3 separate regions of the Mus musculus genome follow, and regions 2 and 3 are each linked to region 1. Evidence: chromatin contacts called from public HiChIP or PLAC-seq data. All regions are on one chromosome and are shown on one strand. Each heading gives the region's core, a stretch centred on a gene start, on an enhancer-like site or on the middle of the called end of the contact. The rest is flanking DNA. Distances are from core to core; before and after follow the strand shown. Region 1 holds the start of Prrx1 (paired related homeobox 1). Region 2 overlaps Kifap3 (kinesin-associated protein 3). Region 3 overlaps Kifap3 (kinesin-associated protein 3).

What was found. HiChIP or PLAC-seq counts read pairs in DNA pulled down with a chosen protein or histone mark.
Region 2: an H3K4me3 HiChIP or PLAC-seq map of craniofacial prominence shows a contact between it and region 1, with 3 times the contacts expected there. The contact joins the enhancer-like site here to the promoter of Prrx1 in region 1. A contact is called at or near these places in 1 of 39 promoter capture datasets (liver), 5 of 115 datasets of contacts at active chromatin or transcription factors (astrocytes, craniofacial prominence, embryonic hindbrain and 2 more) and 1 of 9 other capture datasets (embryonic stem cells).
Region 3: a contact with region 1 is called in an H3K4me3 HiChIP or PLAC-seq map of embryonic limb bud, with 4 times the contacts expected there. The contact joins the enhancer-like site here to the promoter of Prrx1 in region 1. A contact is called at or near these places in 12 of 39 promoter capture datasets (3T3-L1-derived adipocytes, the C10 cell line, cranial neural crest and 8 more), 9 of 484 Hi-C or Micro-C datasets (the MC3T3-E1 cell line, MC3T3-E1-derived osteoblasts, adipose-derived mesenchymal stem cells and 6 more), 13 of 115 datasets of contacts at active chromatin or transcription factors (the NIH/3T3 cell line, astrocytes, craniofacial prominence and 9 more) and 3 of 9 other capture datasets (adipose tissue, embryonic stem cells and embryonic tail).

What each region holds. Positions count from the first base shown.
Region 1 is chr1:163,312,370-163,314,913 of GRCm38.p6, forward strand. It overlaps Prrx1 (paired related homeobox 1), which reads right to left and starts at 1,281. Exons shown (of 4, transcript NM_011127.2): 1 at 26-1,281. The coding sequence starts at 266.
Region 2 is chr1:163,873,203-163,875,746 of GRCm38.p6, forward strand. The region is part of intron 17 of Kifap3 (kinesin-associated protein 3); the gene reads left to right. Among named protein-coding and RNA genes, the nearest start is that of Scyl3, 55 kb to the right of the region's middle. Within about 2 kb of position 1,264, at least 11 of the 459 cell types and tissues checked have an H3K27ac peak or open chromatin away from gene starts, as enhancers often do. A contact at or near this core is called in craniofacial prominence, where this site is marked.
Region 3 is chr1:163,842,925-163,845,468 of GRCm38.p6, forward strand. All of the region lies in intron 10 of Kifap3 (kinesin-associated protein 3), which reads left to right. Among named protein-coding and RNA genes, the nearest start is that of Kifap3, 65 kb to the left of the region's middle. Within about 2 kb of position 1,282, at least 13 of the 459 cell types and tissues checked have an H3K27ac peak or open chromatin away from gene starts, as enhancers often do. A contact at or near this core is called in embryonic limb bud and tail fibroblasts, where this site is marked.

The DNA of each region.
Region 1 (2,544 bases), core at 31-2,530:
CCCCGGAGCACGCGCCCTCACTCACTGTCCTGCTGAGGGGTGTCGCTGCCACTGGTCAGTCCCGGTGACTCCAGCAGGCTCCGGCCCGCCTCGCCCACACTTTCGTCTGCTTGTGCCGCCACCATGTCCCCGGCCTCCTCCAGGTCTAGCAGGTGACTGACGGAGAAGTTCTTTTTCGCCTGCAGGGTGTCGAGGTTGCCCGGGCTGTCCAAGCGGCCGCCCAGCGCCGGTTGCCGCTCCAGAACGTGCCCGTAGCTGGAGGTCATGGTCTCCCCTCCAATCCCACCCACCCCCCTCTTCCCGCTCGAATCAACACCAAACGCTGTGGGCGTGAGGGGGGAGAGGAGCCGAGTGGGGAAGAAAGAGGGGGGAGTGGAGAGAGAGAGAGAGAGAGAGAGAGAGAGAGAGAGAGAGAGAGAAACAGAGGGTGGGACCCCTTCTGAAGTGTAGAACTTTCGGGACAAGTAACTTTCCCTGCAGCCTCGGTTACTTCGCTAAAGCCAAGTCCAGCGCGGTCCAGAGAGATAATCCACACCAAAAAGTTCAAAAATAAAAACAAAACAAACAACCTATGCTTAGATCAAAAAGAAAAAAAATATCCCTTTCAACTCTTAAAAAGCGTCCACTCGCAGACACTAAAAATAATAATAAGGGGGAGCGAGGAAAGGGGAGGCCAGCGGGGCGGGGGAGTTAGGCAAACAGAAGAGAGAAGAAGGGGTGGAGAGAAGAATCAAAGTGGCTTTAAAAAAATTAGAGAAAGAGGTTAAAAAAAGTTATTCCCCCGGCAAGAGTTCAAGCGCCAACAGAAGAAGGCTTGTTCCAGCTTTAAAATGTCTTCAAGAAAGCGCGTTCCCCCTCTCTGCACTCCTGTGGATTCTCGGGAGTGACTAGAATTTCAGGAGAGTGATGTCTTGCAGATGTATTAGAGAGCAGGATTCTCACTTTACTCTTCGTAAGGAGGAAAAAAAAATAAGAAATAAAGAAGCGGGGCTTCAAGAGTCTGCAGAAGGGTGGCGGTCCCCCTTCCCTCCGCTCTCTCCCCCTTCTCCGTGCGGAGCTCCTTTTCCCTTCTCAGTTGGATCAAGAAGCTCTCTGGCACTTCAAAAGGCACAGGCTGGCATGGAGAGGAGGCTTTGTAGGGAATACAAGAAAATTGGAGACCCCTGGGAGGGCAGATCTCCACTTAATAGGAGCCTGTAATTACGTGGCAAAGCCTTTGTGCGGCGCCTGACGTTTTACAGACCCCCTTTCTCCATCACAATCTCCTACCTCCTTTTCCTCGGACCGAAAAAACAGTCTGATTAAGAAAACCCCTTTGCCAACATCAGAGCCAGAGAGAAAGGGAGAGGGAGGGAGCAAGAGAGGAGGAGGGAGGGAGGAAGGAGGGAGGGAGGGAAAAGGGAGGGAAGCTAAGGAGAGAGCCCCTTTGGATTTTTAAAATAAAGGTCTAATTATCATTCCCTTGCAGTAGTATCACAGAGAGAAAAGTGCCCGAAACCCGCAGTCACTTTAAAACGGGGCTGATTATTTTGTTTCAGCATTAACTCCTCCGGATTTGTTTGAGATCCTCTTGGAATATCTCATTTGCATGTTTTGATAACAGCTGAGGGCAAACTTGTTAGGAAAAGAAAAAAGAAAAAGGAACAGGGAAAAGATGCACATCTATAACAGTCAAATCTGCGGCTGCACCGCCCCCCAGTAACTTTTCCTGCAGCTTTGTTTTGGCGGAGAGCGCAGGGAGAGTCTGAGACTGAACGGCAAAAAAGAGCAAGCCTATTAAAGCTCGTTTGGCTCTGTAGAGACAGCCTATTAAATAATGTAATAAAATAACAAGAGCGATAATAACGGGAGGCTCTCTACGATCTAAAGACGGCTTGGGCAGATCCAGAAGTCTTCAGCTTCGAATGGATTCGAGACTTTCGCTGCCACCAGAAATCCCCAGGCTTCAGACAGTAGAAAATTTACATATTCATTAAACCAGAAGAAAGTCCGTCCTGATAATTCCCCTACCTTTGCCAATGTTCTAATTTCTTGCTCGTAGCCGAGGCTGCCCCAGATCAGAGCAGACAGGAACACTGGGGCTGAAGAAGTTGGGGGGAGCAGGAGGAGCTGGGGGTGGGGTGGGCTCTGTGCTAATCTGTATCCAGTTCGGTGAGGCCCTGGCAAACACAGAGACTGAGGAAGGTCGAAGTCTATGACCAGGCTTGACAGAGGGCAGAGCGGTGCTGGACGGTGTTTTCATGACCTGTTGGAATCTGGTAACAGCTTTAATAGTCTCATTAGGAATGAGTTACTATATGGCCAGTAAGTAAAATAGTATGTGCTTATTTGTGGCGTTTTATGTTCTTTAAACACACACATACATACGTTTCCCCTCGCTCCCCTGATTGCTAGATTTCCCCTTCTCCTGTAGCTATGAGATTGAATTGAAAAGAAGGAAGGGTCCCAGTGTGTATAAATGGTTTCTGTGCTCCAAACGGCCATAGTTAGCCCAGAACTTCCAGCCCTGATCTGGGAAAAGAACATTTGATGCCATCAAAGGGC
Region 2 (2,544 bases), core at 14-2,513, 560 kb after region 1:
CCACCTTGCTGTGGTTATTGTCCTGTGTGTGCTCCCACCTTGCTGTGGGAGTGCTGGAAGCACAGAGGCATGCAGTGGCACCCAGCTTTCTTTCGGCTCTGCAAATCTGTAGTTGGCTTCTCACACTGAAGGAGTGAGCCCTTACCCACCACGGCAGCTCTCCAGCCCAGCGCTCACTTTTACTGTGGGTGTAGACACAGCACAGAGATTTTCCAAGTGAATTGTTGGTAGAATCTGTAAAATCATCTTGCCAAACAGCTACAGCTGGCTCCTCATTATGAGCATACTAAGATTTAATTCATCAGTTTAAGTACATTTTAGAATTTTGTCTTAATTCTATAAAATGAAATTTATACTTAATGCCAAGTTTGTTTGGCCTTCTTCTGTAGTTCATTTTTGGATCACATGGAATTTAGACTATTTTTTCCAGCTTGTTAAAAATTAAAAAAAATACATATGCATGAATGTTTTTGTGTATCTCCTTTACTGATTCTTACATGTCTTGCTTTATTTTGATTCAATTGACCATAGTTGGACTTGAAACCCAAACAAAGTATAAACATGATAATTCATGATTGCTTAATTAAATAAATTTTATGTAATTATATATTTTACTATAAGGTCTATAGTGGCATATTTTAAAAACTATTTATACAGGTTAGTCTCATCATTACTTTTTAAAAAGTTTGTCTGAGGAGATAGTCATACCGAAAAGTCTGCTTTAACATTTTCCTCAGTTGAGACTATGTAAAGGCCCACACTAGGAACGGTCATGTTAAGAAAGAGGTAGTGTATACATAAAAGCCAACAACTTTATTAAATGTATGTTTATTTGAAATATATATATATATGTGTATTTTCAAGAAAATATTTTTAAGCTATAAAAAGCCTCCCCTTTTTGGAGCTTCTTAGCCTTAAAAAACTGGGCTATTTTAGACTTATTTTAATTTAGTATAAAAATTTTTTATTAAATAAACTATATTACAGTCTCAATTAGGGGTCTGCCAGATTAAAGAAGGGGAGAAGTCTGTTTTCTATCAATTGCTCCAGGACACAAAGCAGATCTGTGTAGCTCTGTGTTATCCTAGAGTGTGTTAATCAGATACAAGGTGTGACGGAAGCCAGTGACAAGAGCTCCCGTGATAGTGCCCAGACCCTGATGATAGGCTGGGTGAGCCTTCAGGATACTTCAGTGGTTAAACAGTAAACAAAGGGATGTAGAACTTCAAAAGGGATGGCACATTCCATGCAAAATCAAACCATAAGTCTCTGGTGACACATGAGAGTTTATGGAACCCGAGTGCCTAAGATCGTAATGTCAGAAGCTGAGACGAGGGAAAAATAAAAGACAAGCATGTTTTCCTTTAAATACAGCATAGAATGAAAACTTAAAGACAGAGCCCAGCAATACATGCCTCATGAAAAGTGTTCAGCAGTGAGAAGTGTCTCCCTGTAGGAATGCTACAAAGGCTTGGTGGAGTTGGCTATGTCCTAGCTGGGATCGAAGTGCTGAAATTCTCACAGCTGTTTGCTGCTATAGGATGGAAACTGGGCATGTGAGAGCATTAGGAATCCCAGAGGGATGCCATAGGAAATTGATATTAATATGTTGAGTTTATTAATATTTGACTCTACTCATTTGGGGATGCTAGGCTGTGTACCTCCAGAACTTCATCACCTTAATTCATGATGTTCTAACAGAGAAACATAACTGAAATCTCAAGGGTCACCTTTCATGCCAACACTGCTGAGCATGACTGTGGTTTTGGTAGCAGGACTCTATAAATATTGCTGAAGCTTTTGTAAAATATAATTTCTGTTTCCTAGGTGATAACAGTTTCCTGTTGAGCGGCCTCCCTCCTCACACATTCTCACTTTCCCCAGTGTTTTCAGCAGTGGTCCTGTGTCAGTCACTACACAGTTGTAGAATCAGACTTGTAGGGTGCAATGCTGATGCTCAAAGCTCATATTAGTTACTCTGAATACAATCTGGAGATCAGAGGATGCTTATTTTAATTTTATTTCTTTTGTACATGGATGTGTGTAGCATGCACTCGTGGCAGTGCACTTGCAAAGGTCAGAGGACAACAGACAGTGTGCAGAACCCTTCTACTGTATATATTGCAGAGATCCAACTCAGGTCTTCCAACTTAGCTGCAAGCACCTTTCACCCACTGAGCCATCTTGCCAGCCCAAAGATTATTTAAATAAAAATAGCAGTTCAGTCTGCTGTTCAGGATGTGGAGAAAGAGGAACACTCCTCCATTGTTGGTGGGATTGCAAGCTTGTACAACCACTCTGGAAATCAGTCTGGCGGTTCCTCAGAAAATTGGACATAGTACTACCGGAGGATCCCGCAATACCTCTCCTGGGCATATATCCAGAAGATGTCCCAACCGGTAAGAAGGACACATGCTCCACTATGTTCATAGCAGCCTTGTTTATAATAGCCAGAAGCTGGAAAGAACCCAGATGCCCCTCAACAGAGGAATGGATACAGAAAATGTGGTACATTTACACAATGGAATACTACTCAGCTATTAA
Region 3 (2,544 bases), core at 32-2,531, 530 kb after region 1:
TCTCTGATTCAGGTGTGGCTCTCAATACTATTTGCATGAAGCTTTTCGTATTTAACTTTACATATATTTGTATTTTTTTCTTTTTCTTACTTGTTTTCTTCTTTTTAAAGATGTGGTCTTGCTTTCTGCATAGGCTAACCTAGCCTCAGACCTCTAAGTATTAGATCACAGGATATGCCATTGCACCCAGGAAAAATTACTGTTTGGCCTCTCTCTCTTTTCTTCTCCATAATTTAAATCTTGAATCAAACTTCTATCAGCAGAAACCTTCGTTTTGCAGTTTAAAGTGTATAGCCAGGTCATAATTTCTTTGGTTGGTCTGTGCATGCACTAACGTTATTGGGCTCTCTAGGTTCCAAAGCGTGCATTGAACCAGTTGCACGCTCTCAGTGAGAGTGCTGTGCTGTTAGGGCAGTCTTTGTGGCAGGCTGGTACTCCCAGGGGTTCCTAACCCGTAGGGCTTCATCCAGCTCAGGAGTTTGGGTTTTCTGGTTTAGACAAAGCTGACTGCACTTATTGTTGGCGACCACCAGAAGGTATTGTTGGACTGTAAATTGTGACTATACACACATATATATATGGTTATTTCTTATGACCATTCTTTAAAAAGCTGACAAAATTATTTTCTAACCATCTTTGAAGTTCTCCCACCAGGTTAAATTTATACAAGGTGTGTGTGTGTGTGTGTGTGTGTGTGTGTGTGTGTGTCTATAATTTTCAGTTTACCAACAACATCATAAATGAATGAATAAAATGTATCTCTTTTGTAAAAGAGAAAAAGTGCTTTGGAAGTGGGCTTTTTAGATTCGCTTATTAAAAACTGGAAATGGTCAGATTATTGTTTTCCCATCCAGTTATCTGAAATTAGTTTGCTCTTATGGTAGTTTCCTTTAAGAAAATAAGTTCATTCTTTTAGAGTAAGTTGGTTTTGCCTGGTTATTACCAAACTGTTAGGAAATTTCACACATCTGCTTCAAAAGGCAACTTCCCATAGACTGCATTGTTCAAACTGAATAGCCTCATTTATCCTGTGAATAAACCTACATTTTCTTACCTGATCAAGTGAGCAAACAATAGGGTCAGATGTGGCAAACACTTTAACAGAAAGCACATGTCTCAGTCAGGCTGAGGTACAACCATATCAAGATGCTTGAAGTTATTAATGGCAGTAAAATTTATGCTTCCTCCTGTTTTCCCAATTAAATCAAGGAGCCTTTTTTTTTCCTAAGATTCTTGTACCACCAGCTGGTTCCAATACTGTGTGTGTGAATGTTGCCTGGGCTGTCTCCATGCTCCATGGTGAAATTTGGCACATTAAGTGGCTGGTTTCCACTCTGAGCTAGAAAGTGGTTCTTTTAAAGGGATTTATTTTGGTCTTTATCATTTGTATCTGAAGTGAGCCAGATAATGACAAACAAGTTGCAACAGTATTCTCTGGACATAATAAAAAATTACAAACAAGGTAATAAACTAATTGAAGACAGGTTGAAAATATATTTAAAAGAATGAAACTTTGTCTGTTTTGAATATTAGATTACTTTTTGAATATTAGAGTCCTTGGAATAATTAGTATAAAATTAGCTTAAATTGATTTTTAGCATAATGGTAGATTTGCCAATTTTATTTCTCATTTTGATATGTTAAGCTTGGTTTGTGCTGACCATCGTAACCTATAGGTGCTTTCCGTTTTCCCACTTAACTCTTGCTTTTCAGTTGTTGTATTGATCATTTCAGTTCCTCATCTAGGTGCTGCTGTCAGTAAGTCTATTACAAAACAAAGACCACCCACTAGAACTACAGTCTTGAAAATTGGACTGTCCAAATTCCACTGTAACCTACTTAAATAGTAATTCGTATATATTTGCTGTAATGAACTATGCATAAAATTATATGGAAGTATCTACTAAAGATGTTCTAGGACTGAAGATGTAGCTCGTTGGTAAAGTGCTTATCAAGCATGCCCGGGGCTCTAGTTTCAATCCCTACCACCAGATAAATAATTTTCAATAATAATCTTAAATTCATTTTAGTACATTTTGATATAGAAGATATTTGTATTCAATAATTGCTGCAGATAAATTTTGAGAGGTTGGTTTAACCTGTGGCATACTCTTCATACTATATTATTAATCGGCATTAAGAGCTCTAATTCTATATTAGACTTAGACATGATAGTTGTAGCGTGCTGTATTCTCAGAGCGAACTCGGGTGATGTATCACCTCGGTGCTGCACTGTTCTAGTAGAGGCGCGCTTGGAGTGTTCCACTTTAACTACGAGGACATGGGGTGTAGAAGGGAAGGAGAATCAGGCTAATAATGTGGCTCATCGTGTGGGCGTTCACTGTGATCTAGTGTTCAGCTGGGAAATGGAGCAAGAACAGAACTTTGACTTTATATTCTAATGTTCAAAATTCACATTTCTGTTTGAGTGATCTGTGATTGGAAAATCTCCAGAGTCTTATAAAATTAATGGCCGAGTGACGTTTCTCCTGATCACTTTAGAGATGAAAGAAATAAGAACATTTTAAAACTCAGAACTGATCA